Linked DNA regions of Mus musculus: all the other regions are linked to region 1. The links are chromatin contacts, called in public HiChIP or PLAC-seq and promoter capture Hi-C maps. All regions are on one chromosome and are shown on one strand. The core of a region is the stretch at or near the end of the contact, and the rest is flanking DNA. Distances in the headings are between cores, read along the strand shown. Region 1 holds the start of Lrrc74b (leucine rich repeat containing 74B). Region 2 overlaps Ube2l3 (ubiquitin-conjugating enzyme E2L 3). Region 3 holds the start of Ydjc (YdjC homolog (bacterial)).

Evidence for each region. Promoter capture Hi-C pulls out the DNA fragments that hold promoters and counts their contacts. HiChIP or PLAC-seq counts read pairs in DNA pulled down with a chosen protein or histone mark.
Region 2: an H3K27ac HiChIP or PLAC-seq map of microglia shows a contact between it and region 1, with 4 times the contacts expected there. The contact joins the enhancer-like site here to the promoter of Lrrc74b in region 1. A contact is called at or near these places in 4 of 39 promoter capture datasets (cranial neural crest, liver and stem cell-derived epiblast-like cells), 1 of 15 datasets of contacts at CTCF or cohesin (the NIH/3T3 cell line), 1 of 115 datasets of contacts at active chromatin or transcription factors (microglia) and 1 of 9 other capture datasets (pancreatic islet).
Region 3: a contact with region 1 is called in a promoter capture Hi-C map of pre-B cells. The contact joins the promoter of Ydjc here to the promoter of Lrrc74b in region 1. A contact is called at or near these places in 8 of 39 promoter capture datasets (the HPC-7 cell line, embryonic stem cells, fetal liver and 4 more), 2 of 484 Hi-C or Micro-C datasets (embryonic stem cells and pre-B cells) and 2 of 9 other capture datasets (adipose tissue and pancreatic islet).

The regions. Positions count from the first base shown.
Region 1 is chr16:17,559,836-17,564,360 of GRCm38.p6, reverse strand. It overlaps Lrrc74b (leucine rich repeat containing 74B), which reads left to right and starts at 3,114. Exons shown (of 9, transcript NM_029053.3): 1 at 3,114-3,282; 2 at 4,482-4,525. The coding sequence starts at 3,150. P2rx6 (purinergic receptor P2X, ligand-gated ion channel, 6) reads right to left here and starts at 2,476. Exons shown (of 12, transcript NM_011028.2): 1 at 2,178-2,476; 2 at 1,490-1,640. The coding sequence starts at 2,347.
Region 2 is chr16:17,179,710-17,183,917 of GRCm38.p6, reverse strand. The region is part of intron 1 of Ube2l3 (ubiquitin-conjugating enzyme E2L 3); the gene reads left to right. Among named protein-coding and RNA genes, the nearest start is that of Ube2l3, 20 kb to the left of the region's middle. Within about 2 kb of position 2,302, at least 86 of the 459 cell types and tissues checked have an H3K27ac peak or open chromatin away from gene starts, as enhancers often do. A contact at or near this core is called in liver and microglia, where this site is marked.
Region 3 is chr16:17,144,819-17,149,059 of GRCm38.p6, reverse strand. Ydjc (YdjC homolog (bacterial)) reads right to left here and starts at 2,093. Exons shown (of 5, transcript NM_026940.4): 1 at 1,914-2,093; 2 at 1,668-1,827; 3 at 1,363-1,462; 4 at 1,086-1,263; 5 at 203-904. The coding sequence starts at 2,077. The coding sequence ends at 574. It overlaps LOC115488656 (a long non-coding RNA gene), which reads right to left and starts at 4,189. Exons shown (of 3, transcript XR_003951945.1): 1 at 4,122-4,189; 2 at 3,679-3,894; 3 at 3,036-3,098. It also overlaps a transcript of Ccdc116 not described here.

The DNA of each region.
Region 1 (4,525 bases), core at 1,865-4,364:
TATCTGAGGTATACAGACATTTGTTTATGTCTCCTCAGGAAATGTCCCGTAACAGCTGGTAACTGGGGCTAGGTGGAGGGAGAAGAGAAGATGTTCCCTAAAAGAGACAAAGAGGGGCATGTGAGTGACATGAAAGGAGTCAGACTGTACTGTGACAGGCAAGGATGGGGAAGGGGTGGTGTATACATCACAGATCCGTCAACTCCCAGACTCTTCCTCACCACCTCCTTCCAAGACAAAGGCTTGGTGAACTTTTTTTTTTTTCCCTGCCAGAAGGACCCCCTTCTGGATGAATGGTCTAGACTAGTCCAGCTATATTCAAGGCTGGTCCTGGGCATGTCTCAGCTTGCATGAACCTCTGGACTTATCAGCTTCTTCTTTCAAGTTGATAATCCAAAATTCAGGACAGAGGCACCCATCCTATCCCACCACAGATATTTAAAACCAGCAGCCCTCCATGGGAGAATGGATTTTGGTTTCTAAATTCCCTTCCCTCTGGTGGGAAGCCTGTCTCTTTTGTGTGTGGGATGTGTGCACTCTCACTTTTAATGAGACATGTATTTGCTGTGACTGTGACTTATTTCTTGCCTTTTCACTCTATTTTTGAGCAGGGTATTTTTTTTTTTTGGCTTTGTTTTATTTCAAGACAGGCTTTCTCTGTGTAGCCTTGGCTATCCTGGAACTTGCTGTGTAGACCCAGCCTGGTCTTGAAACTCAGAGCTCTACTTGCATCTGCCTCTAGAGTGCTGGGATTACAGGCATATGCTGAGCATCCAGCCGAGTTGTTTTATTTAATTAGTGTGTGTGTGTGTGTGTGTGTGTGTGTGTGTGTGTGTGCCTGCCTGAGGCCCTCAGAGGCCAGAAGACAGCATAGAATCCCCTGGAACTGAAATGACAGAAAGCTATGAGCTACTATGTGGGTTCTAGGAACAGAAGCTGTATTTTCTGCAAGAACAGCCAGTGTTCTCAACAACTGAGCCATCTCTCCAGCCTCTGCCTTTTAATTCTTTCATCATTGGGAAGAAAAAAAAATGAACTTGATCCAAGATCCCTAAATGATAGCAAGGGGACTTCAGCAAGCTCAAGCCCTGGGTTCCCATCCCCTACATTTCACTTCCAAGCATAAATCATGAACCGAAGATATTTCATTCCTTCTCACATGTATCTCTCCACCACATGGGTGCTGGATGGGTGGGGTGGATGGTATTTTTGTTTTTGCTTGTTTGTTTGGTGGTTCTAGCATTGAAGCTCGGAAGCTATGAATGCCAGGCAAGCTCTCTGCCACTGAGTTGCATCGATAACCTTCCTTTAAAGGAAGTTCCGCAGGCCCTGGCTTCTTGGCTTGGGAAGCTCCACATCCCTGAAAGCTGTTTTCTCACACTGACTCAGAACCCTTCCTCCTGCATCCTATGTCTCTCATGCACGGCAGGTGTGGTTGGTGGTGGTGGCTGAAGAATTCTGACTTCCTGCAGCAGCGCTGGGGACCTACCTGTGATGGCTTCACAAAGTCAGCCACGTCCCACAGCCGGTTCTCCAGCTCCTTAACCTGGGTTACAGAAACCCCCTTGAGTTTGGTGATGACAGAAGTCTGAGGGGCCAAGTCCCGTTCCTGGTAGCCTTTTTTGGCCAAGAGGGCCCACCTAGGGAAAGGATGATGGATAGTGTAATGTCTAGATAAGGAGTAGCAGTGCTCACACACTAGGCTCCCAGACCAGCATGGAGGCCTCCACCTTCTGTCTAGCTGCGCCTCTTGCTCTATACCCCTGAGTAGGTGGAGCTCTCAGATGACGATGGTCACTTTTCACAGCCAGTGCCTTCACACACTCAGCAAACCCAGCTCCCTTCTCAAAGACTTTTCGGACATCCAGCTGGTGGTCTCTCTGAGAGGCTTAGTGCTGTGTTGCTCAGAGAATTACTGCCTCCTGCTGCATCAGGGTACCTTAGGGCAGGAGAACTGCAGACGCTAACAGAGACCGAGAAGACGCTGGAGACAAAGCCCCTTACGTGGGCGAATGGATCTTCCACTGTTCTCTGAATGGACTAAAATCCCTTCTGACTACCTCTCACCCCCATTCCCACTTTCCCACCAGCTGGGGTTCTAAAAAGCCAACTTTTATCCCTCGGCAAGCAAGACCCCCCACAGCAGACTCTGCAGTCTGGCCAGGAGCGGTTCTTACCCTATCACGTAGACTACCACTGCCAGCTGCAGCAGCCTCTGGGAGACGCCCACCCGACAGTTCCTGGTTAGCACATATTTCTCCGTCTTGTAATCCAGAAACCCCCAGCTCACGAGTGCTGCTGCGGCTGCAGAAGCCATGTTCCCAGTTCCTGCTGGCTGCAACTGCATGAGTCAGCAGGCAACTTTAGCCGCAGCTGAACTGGAGGCCAAGAAGCCATGCATGGGATTCAGGCCAGTGTTGTTAAAGGGACATCTCAAATTCAGTAGGAGCTGGCTCCTGCCTCATTCCCAAACCCCAGCTGGTGTAGCCCCGCCCCCTTTTGTCCAGAGTCCCTGGGTTGGACCCTATGCATAGAGAGAGGAATAGACCTGTCCCTACCCACTCACTTTGTTTTCTTATATGGTGGGCAGTCAACACGGGGTAACAGAAGCCCAGAGAAGGGGCTCTGAACTCAAACTTGCACATTCCAAAGAGTATAAATTGGGTTTGAGATACCCCTGCTGGCGCAGCAGCATAGCAACCTCTAGATCTTGAGAGAAAGCTGAGACCCTTAGGCAGTGACCGCATAGCTGTGGCCCCAGAGAAAAACTATTGCTAGGCTACAGATCTTCTGTAGAGCCGCTGTCTACTCCAAGCGCCGTAACTAAAACACTAGTTCTGGGGTCAGACTGGAAATGTTTGTGAAAAGAACATGAAGGAGTGACTACCCCCGTGCATGGCAGCGGTAGTCAGCCCTGGGAAAGAGCGTGCCAAGGTTGTGTTTTCTTTTGCAAACAAGACCCGGTTCCCAGGACGACGGCGGGGTGGGAGGGCGGGCACCGTTACTGGCCCCAGAGACCACCTGTTGTCCGTAGATCAGATTCGATTGGTCAAGGAGGCCAGAGGGACCGCCCACATCCCTGGGAAGAGTTCCAGGCGGTGAGCTGTGTGGTTAGAGTCTGCGTCCCGGACTGGGTAGTGAGAGTAAACATGAAGGGTCCCTGCGAAGTTCAGAAGAATGAAGATCAAGAGGGAGAAGCTGCGGCCACTGGGCCTCAGGCAGAGACCCTGGAGGCCGAAAGGTCCTGGACTGCAGATTCACACTCTGCTCTGGAAGCAGAAGGTGCCTCATCCTCCGCGTGGGGTCCTAGTTGGAATCCTCACTTGAGGATATTCCCGCAAAAGTGGTGGGAGGGCAGCTAGAACCGACCGGCACCCTCTGTGGGGGCACATTTCCCAGTATCAGCAGCTGATACCCCTCAAGTCCTTGCCCTCCTGGAGGAATGAGGAGGCCTAACATTTAGAACTGTCTTCTGGAAAACCTGCAAATGAAATACCCTGACAAGCAGTTGTGTCCCAAAGAGTTCGGGGCTGGGCGTTCCAACCTATAGGAAAAACCTAGCTAATGGATATATTGGATTTAAGATTGTTTCCAGCCCTCTGCTCCCAGGGTGTTTATATAGACCTTATGACCCGTGGACTGAGAATGTAGCTCAGTGTAGTGCTTGCCTAGCATGGTTGAAGCATTGAGCTCAAGGCTGAACTTAACCAGCAAGCTGGAGGCCAGCTTTGGTGGTGGTGGTGGAGGTGGTGTGTGTCAGTGTGTCTGTGTATGTGTGTCTCTCTGTGTGTGTCTGTGTCTCTGTGTGTGTGTGTCTGTGTGTCTGTGTGTGTGTCTTTCTGTATGTGTGTCTGTGTCTCTGTGTGTGTGTGTCTGTGTATGTCTGTCTGCCTGTCTGTGTCTGTGTGTGTGTGTCTGTGTCTGTGTGTCTGTGTGTCTGTGTATGTGTGTCTGTCTGTGTGTGTGTCTGTCTCTGTGTGTGTGTGTCTGTGTGTGTGTCTTTGTGTGTGTGTCTGTATGTGTGTCTCTGTGTGTGTGTCTCTGTGTGTGTCTCTGTGTGTGTGTCTGTGTGTATCTGTGTGTCTGTGTGTATGTGTGTCTCTGTGTGTGTGTGTCTCTGTGTGTGTGTCTGTGTGTCTGTGTATGTGTGTCTCTGTGTATGTGTGTGTGTGTGTGTCTCTGTGTGTGTCTCTCTGTGTGTGTCTCTGTGTGTGTGTGTGTGTGTGTATGTTTGGGAAGGTGATCTGTGATACCTGGACGCAGTGGGGCAAGGACAGCAAACATGTCAGCATTAGGCAAATGCTCCCTTTGGTTCACTAGTTTGGTGGCTTTGAGAAAAGACTTAATTAATTTTTAGTGTGGAGGTCCTCATCTAGAATATGGGCACAGTAGCCACCAGAACAAGAAGAAATGGCAGGGGCAGGAAAGGGTCCAGGCTATGCCAGTGATTCGTTCCTTCTTCATCTCCCATCTACTGCTAGGCACCCATGGGCTTGGAGAACGGGTCATGGCTACCCTCTATCTG
Region 2 (4,208 bases), core at 1,053-3,552, 380 kb after region 1:
TTTCTGAGTTCAAGGCCAGCCTGGTCTACAGAGTGAGTTCCAGGACAGTCATGGCTACACAAAGAAACCCTGTCTCAAAAAACAAACAAACAAACAAACAAAAATCAGACTAGACCTGATGTCAAATGCCTTTAACCCCAGGCAGAGGCAGGTGGATCTCTGTGTTCCAGGCCAGCCTGATCTACAGAGTAAGTTCTAGGACAGCCAGGGCTAATACAGAGAAATCCTGTCTTGACATCCCCCTCCTTCTCCCCTCCCCATACCCCCCTTCCCCCAAAACCAGGTTTCTCCATGTAGCTTTTCTGTCCTGGAACTCACTGTGTAGACCAGACTAGTCTTGAACTCACAGAGATCCACTTGCCTCTGCTTCCTGAGCGCTGGGACTAAAGATGTGGCCACCACTGTCCCCTCCTGCCCCCTTTCAGAAAAATTTCTGAGTTTCTTTGATCTCAGACTTGCAGTAGAAATGACTATTCTGGTTGCTTCCATGTGCCAAGCTCAGTGGGAATACATGTGTTAGTCACAGTTCTCTAAGGAAGAGGACTGATAGAATGAATATATATCTATATATTAATAAAGAATTTATTAGAGTGGCTTACAGGCTGTGGTCGGTGTAGTCCAATAACAGCTGTCGCCAAGATCCAAGAGACTGAATGTCTCAGCAGTTCCAGTCTGGTGCTGATGTTTCAGGGAAGCCTAGAGAGCTGCCAGTTGGCAGTCTGTTGGAATCCCAAAAAAGTAGGTTCAAACGACAGCCAAGGGCTGGGTCAGGACAGATGAACTTGCCAGTGAGAGTGGGGGCAAGTAGACAGAAAACAAAAGCTCCCTTCCATGACCTTTTGTGGGGGCTTTCACCAGATGGAGTGGCCCAGAGTTAGAGTGGGTTTTCTGACCTCAGGTAATCTGGTTTTAAGGTAGGTCTTCCAATGGTGCAACCAAGAAAAACAGGTGTGCCTGGCTGTTTGGAGTTTAGTAAGTTACAGATAGTCATATTGACAATCGAGATTAGCCATTGCAGAAGATTTTGCCTTTTTAAAGAGCATGCTTCTAGCCAGGTGTGGTAATATATGCCTTTACACCTTTAGTCCCAGCACTGATGAGGCGGAGGTAGGTGTTCTCTGCAAGTTTGAGGCTAATATTGTAGATTTGTGCTACTTGGTAGCACAACAGTCAAGTCTCCATGATAGATAGGACACAATTTCCTACCCCCATTAAACAAAAACAGCAACAACAACAAAACTGGGGGTGGGGGCACTGTGTCAAAATACAGATGTATATATCTGAGTTGGATGGTTCTGTCTGAAAACAAAATACATGGCTGGCCACGCAAGGTAGTCTCCTGTTTTCCCTAATCGGTTAAGGACTTGGGGAAAGTGGTTCCTGGGAGGCCAGCTCTCTGATTCTGCCACACTTTGTCTCCCACACTCTGTACTTAGCCTTCCTGTTGGCCTGTGTGTATCCAATTTTCTTTTACGGGAGAGAGAGGCTAAAATTGAGAAATGGATATTTCCCCTTAGGAAGTAGGACGAAGGGGTGGTCTTAGTCAGTGTGCTATTGCTGTGGTGAAACACATGACCAAGGCAACTTAAAAAGGAAGCAAGGGCTAGTCTATTATCATCATGGTGGGGAGTATGACAGCAGGCAGGTAGGCAGGCAGGCAGGCAGGCAGGCAGGCAGGCAGGCAGGCAGACAGACAGAGACAGGCATGGTGCTGGGGAAGTAGCTCAGAGCTCACATCTGATCCACAGGTTCCAAGCAGAGAGACAGACACTGGTGTGGGCTTTTGACCCCAGTGACACTTTCAACAAGAGCACAAATCCTCCAAGGAGACCATACTTCCTAATCTTTCCCAAATAAAACCATCAACAGGGATTAAGCATTCAGACACATGAGCCTGTGGCAGCCATTCTCATTCAAACTATCTCAGGCAATAATTTAGTGGTAGAGTGCTTGCATTGCCTAGCTCATCTGAGCCCTGGTGTGGAGAGAAAGAGAGAGAGACTTGATATGGTGTTCCAGGCTTGCTTCAGATTTACAATGATTCTCTTGCCTGGGCCTTTAGCTAGGAATACAGTGTACAGCAGCAGTACACCTGATGAGGCCTTGGGTATATCTTTAGCACTACCCAAAACAAACTAAAACAAAAACCCCAGAGAAGCGGAAAAGAATATGTTTTTTTCCGGCTTTCTTCCAAAGCTCTGAGCAGCTGGAATCAAAGAGGGATCTGATCTGCTCTTCCCCTGTGTACTTGTCGCCTTCCAGCAGAAGGGTAAAGGGTTGGCTGGTTCTGCTTTCTCTTGGCTCATATCTTGGTTGTCAGCATTGCACCATCAGCTTTGAACAGCTGACCCCAGGTTGCTTTTGGCATTGAGCAGAACTGAAATAAACCTTTTGAGGAAGTATGTTTTGTAAGTTCATGTCATTCTTGGTTAAGTCTTTCAGACTTGATTCTCAAAGAGATGGGCTACTTCTGTGTTTTCTTTTGTTTTAAAATTAATTTGTATGTGCCCGTGTGTGCATTTGTATGTGCTCATGCTATAGTGTGGAAGTTAGAGGACAGTTAGCCGGAGGCTCTTCTCTCTTTCCACCCTGTGTATCATGGGGAGTGAATTCAGACTGCCTAATTTCAATGGCAAGTACCTTTAGCCTCTGAACTGTCTCACCAGCTTTTCTAAGTTGACTCCTTTCCTTCATTACTTGTAATAAAGCCTTTGGACTTTACCCTCTGCATTTACTTGGATTTCTTGAAATTCTTTCCCAATTCATCATTATCAGGATCATCTCAGTTTTAGGGGCACTGCCATCTCTCAGATCTTTAGATAGAACCTCTGAATGAGCACTGTAGATTTTCAGTTTTCCTTAGTGAAGGTGGAGGCAGTTGTTGCCCTCAGAGCCATCTTGGGCAATGCAGGAACTTTAGCATCCTGGTCATTCTAGTGCCAGTGGTTCCCAGCTAGGTCTACAGAGGCTATTAATTTCAGTAGGGTGTAGCCACGATGTCTGGCATCTCTTTTATATGTGAGACTCAGAATACTGAGATGCATAATCCTGTTCTGGATCCTGTTGTTGCCCTATTGAGAAATGCTTTTTTTTTTAATGTTTTTAGTAAATACTTATTTATTATTATACATAAGTACACTGTAGTTGTCTTCAGACGCACCAGAAGAGCGCATCAGATCTCATGGGTGGTGTGAGCCACCATCTGGTTGCTGGGAATTGAACTCAGGACCTTTGGAAGAGCAGTCAGTGCTCTTACCTGCTGAGTCAGCCCTGAAATGCTCTTCTATTAGGCTACCCAGTCCTCTCTGCAGGTGACAGTTCTCTCACTTCATCTTTTTTTTTTTTTTTTTTTTAAAGTAAATTTTTTTTTTAAAGATTTATTTATTTATTATATGTAAGTACACTGTAGCTGTCCTCAGACACTCCAGTCAGATCTCGTTATGGATAGTTGTGAGCCACCATGTGGTTGCTGGGATTTGAACTCCTGACCTTCGGAAGAGCAGTCGGGTGCTCTTACCCACTGAGCCATCTCACCAGCCCTCACTTCATCTTTTTTGTTTTTGTTTTTGAGACAGGGTTTCTCTGTGTAGCCCTGGCTGTCCTAGAGCTCACTCACTCTGTAGATCAGGCTGGCCTTCAACTCACAAAGATCTGCCTTCACTTCTTTTGTTTTTTTTAATTATTAATTTTTAAAAAATATTTTATTTATTTATTATATGTAAGTACACTGTAGCTGTCTTCAGACACTCCAGAAGAGGGCGTCAGATCTCGTTACAAATGGTTGTGAGCCGCCATGTGGTTGCTGGGATTTGAACTCCAGACCTTCGGAAGAGCAGTCGGGTGCTCTTACCCACTGAGCCATCTCACCAGCCCTTACTTCTTTTTATAATCAGTTCTTTGTTGATTAAAATTGTGCAAAAAAAGTTGTCTTTCCTTCTTGGGAAACCTTAACCTGACAGCAAAGAGAGTTTAGTCACTCTACTTTAGATTTCCTGAGCCATCAGCTCAGCACTCACTGGGTGACGCCCTTCCTTCTGTGGTCAGAAGGCTTGGGGCTTTTGTATCTACTTGATAATCTTAGCACTGAGAAATACCCTTCCATAGGTTCCATAGGTTTTCCTTTTCCCAAGACAGAGTATCATGTACTCCATACTAGCTTTGAGACTCCCTGTGTATCCTAGGATGACTTTGAATTTACTTTAAAAAAA
Region 3 (4,241 bases), core at 844-3,343, 410 kb after region 1:
AAAAGAAAACACGTGCCATGGTACGCATATTACTCCCCCAACACAAACAAGTGTATGTAATATTTTTCTAAAAAAGGATTTAAAACATATAAGCATGTGCAGAATTGGAATGTAAAGATGTTTTTGTATGTCTTGGTCTGAGCCTCTAAGGAGTTCTCTGTGCCCACTCTTATTTCTCTGAAGGATACCTGGACACTTTATAAACCAGCCAAATCTGAAAGACATTATTTTATTAACACACCAGCCTCTTCCCATTGCTCTTAAACAAGTGGTTGTAACTACAACACGAACTGGCACCAAATAATCGCTCAGCTGTCCTTACGTCCAGATGTCACAGACTGGGCCTCCCTGCAGCCAGGTAAGGCTGCCCAAGGTCGGCCTACTACTCACTACTCAGCCTAGAGGACCTGGAAACAGGATTTAGTGGCTTTTCACTCTAGGAAGTCAGACCCTGCTCCAAGGCCTGACTGAACTGGAACTTTAGCCTTGGCCTTCCTCCATAGTTTTAGGCAGTTTGTAGCTGGCCTTCGGTGTCTGAGTGAGGAAGGCTCCAGGAAAGGTTCCAGAGTTGCCTCACAAGGGGACCCCTTCCCCAGGCCTTTTGGAATCCAGGTCATCAATGGCGCAGAGCTGCACACCATTTTGGGCCAGCCAAGCCCGCAAAGTGGGTGCTGTGAGAACGTGCAGCTCATGCAGCCGCTCCCAAGAACAAGAGAACGCATCTGGGCCCTCACCGCAGCCCCCTGCTGGAGGCACACTGGGGTATCCGGGATGTGCCATCAGCTCGGCAGTCAGGGCGTGGCCAGCAGGGATATCTTCCAGGGCCCGCGCCAGTGACCCCAAGACTCGGTGAGCTGACATATGCCGGCCACAAGTGCTCAGGCCCACAAAGGCATCGGTCCACCTGTGAGTGCCAGGATATCAGAGGTGTTGCCTCAAGGACCGGTCGGGATAGGCAGAGGGTGGAGCAGGACAGTAGGTCAACTCCTAACTTTTTTTTTTTTTTTGGTTGAGAAAAACCAACCAAAACTGGGATCTTTGGGGACGTGGCAGGGTTGGATGTAGTTGGGAAGGCTGATGCTCACCGCAGGCCGTGGCGAGAGAAGGGGCCAATTGCGGCCCGGGCATCGCGCTCCACCGTGCAGGCGAAGGCGCGCGCTGGCGCTTCGAGCCACGCGCAGCTGCCCACGCCACGTTCTGCCGGCAGCCGTGTGAAGCGGACCCCGTACGCCTGCAGCGCCTCGGCGAACACCTGACACACGCCTGCTTGGAGGGGTGGGCGCAGAGGGGAGTCTCCATCGACCTCCCATCAACCCAGGAAAGAAGCCCCACCCCCCGCCCTGGGAGTATCAAGCCGCGTACCTGGAAGCACATGCACGTGCTGGTGACCGTCCACGTGCGTGGGGGACCTGCCCAGCAACTCCCGGAAGCGGCTGAGTTGAGCTTCTAGTTCCTCCCGCACCTGAAGGGAGGGGCACAGATACTATGAGCTTCGGGAAGCAGCCACAAAACTAGGAGCTCCGTCTGGTGCCACGATGCGACTGCTCCAGCCTTTGAACTAGAGAGTATACCCAGCATCCGCTTTTGACCCAACGACTTCCATGATACCCTCTGGGCTGAGATTTGAAGATCAAGATGAGTATTCCCCTGCAGCCACGTCTCCGCACCTGGGGCAAAGCAACGTCTCCAGCCGCTAAAGCCTCCCGAAATCCCATCTTGCCGAGAAAGAAGCCTTCGGGGCTGAGGAGCGACGAGGCGTTGTGGCGGGCCGGGCCCACCGGACGGCCCTCAGACAGGTTGGCGTGAAGACCCGTGGGAATGCTGTGCCTACGGGCAGAGCGCGAGAGCGATCACCGGCTGCCACCAAGTGGGAGCCCCTAAACCAGCCGGGTCCTGTAGGGGACCGCCCTCACCTGCGGGCCAGCTCGGCCGCACTCTCTGCGGCTGTGCCGTTAACCAGCAGTGACACGCTGGTCACAGTTCCTGCCAGGAAGGCCTCTACGATGCCCTCATCGCGCCGCGGGCAATAACCAAAGTCATCAGCGGTGACAACCAGCCGCACGCGGGGAAAAGCCATGGCTGCCAAACCCTGGCTGGAGAGCAGAGGGAATAGGTTGGAGCATCCAGACCCCGCCCTCGAACGCTGCCGAGGCCCCACCCCGACGCACACGCCTAAATGCGGCTGCAAGCCGCCATTGTTCTCGCCACCTAGAGGTCTCTGAATGTCCTGCTAACGCTCTGCAAATTTTATTTTTTTGTTCGTGTGTGTGTGTGTGTGTGTGTGTGTGTGTGTGTGTTTATGTATATATACATATGTATGTATATACGTGTATACACGTGTGTGTGTATATATAGTATATATATACATACATAAATACACACACACACATATATGTGTTTATACTTATGTATATATACATGTATATATACATATGTATGTATATACGTGTATACACGTGTGTGTGTATATATAGTATATATATATACATACATAAATACACACACATATATATGTGTGTTTATACTTATGTATATATACATGTATATATACATATGTATGTATATATGTGTATACACGTGTGTGTATATATATAGTATATATAAACACACACATATATATGTATATACGTGTATACACGTGTATATATATATATATGTATATATATATACATACATAAATACACACACGCATATGTGTGTGTGTGTGCGCGTGTGTGCATGCGCGCCTGGTTTTGATCCACAATGTGAACGCATACTGGTAACCGAACTTCAGTCCTTTGCAAGAACTGTAAGCTTTCCTAACCACTGAGTTCTCTAGCTCATTTTTTTATTTTTGAACTGTAATTTTTTTTAATGTCGAAAAGGAGAAATATATTCAAGAGAAATTCCCCTTGCTCTTCTCAGTGTTTATCATTACTAAGTTTCTGGGCAGTATATTGTCCTTCCATTATTTTCTCTGAGAAAAAAACCAGCCACCTACCTTTCTCCATCACTCAATGATGATGCCAAGTTATTTCATTCTTGTAATGCTGCTCTTCTTTGTTTCAGTCTGTTCCTCACTGATTCTCCCAAGGGGAGGCTTTTTCTTAGCAAAAGCTCTAAACAACAAGAAAACTGGCAGATTTACTCAAGAAAGCACTAGTTCACTTTCACCTTGAGCTTAAGGCAATGCTTACATCCGTCACCTCACTTTTGGACTTTGTCCAGTAAGCTTCCTTATCCATGACTTACCTATAATCACCATGGTGACATGGTAATGTGGCTGTCTTGATACTGTTTTGAAACAGTCTTATGTATACCAGGCTGACCTCACTATTCATTCAGCTGAGGCTAGCCTTGAACGTCTGATCCTAGAGCTTCCACCTGTCCAGTGCTGGAGCTACAGGTATGTGCTACCACGCCTGGTTTTTGTGGCACAGGAAATTAAACCAAAGACTTCATGCATGTTAGGCAAGCATTCTGCCAACTGAGAAGCATTCATTATAGGATGTCTGTTTCTTGATTCAAGCCCATGATATTGGTAATTTACTACTGTTTTACAGCTAAGAGACCTGAAGGTTCATGAGAGAGATGGGGCAGGAACCCTTCCCTACAAGTTGAAGCCTGACCTGCTCTGGGCTCCTCAATCCTGATGCCTGCGTGACAGGCAGAAGGGAGAGAACTTGATTGTAACAGTACCTGGTGACGTTTCATAAGGGTTGGAGGCCTCGAAGAACCCTTCAGCCAAGTTCTTGGCATAAACACTGCTGTGTCTGATCATAGTGACTGTTGAACCATCGGGTGTCATTCAGCCACTGGGGCCCTCTGAGAAACTGCTTTTGGAAAGGCCAGAGGCCCTGAGGCCATGGAACGCTGAGAACCACAGATTGGGAGGAGAAAACTCTACAGCACCTACTGTATCAGGAATGGGGTTATTAGGGATTAGGGCTAACTGCTTTGATTCTTGCCCTAAAGAAGTGAAGCTGTTAGACAAGGAAGAAAAAAATGTGGCAGGGGAGGATGGACTTGCTGTGGGTATGTTGGCAATGACAGGCTTCCTAGGATTGAAGGGAGGAAGGAAAACTGTAGAGGTGAGTTTATATGGCGCTTCCATATAGTGTAAACTGTGTTGTAATACTCACTTGTGGAAGGGTCCTCAGCTCCATTATGAGGAGCTGGTGTTGAGGGGCTAAGTCATATTAGTAAGAAAAAGCAGGGGCAGGAACTAGGCTGTTCAGAAAACCAGGACTCTTCACTTGAAA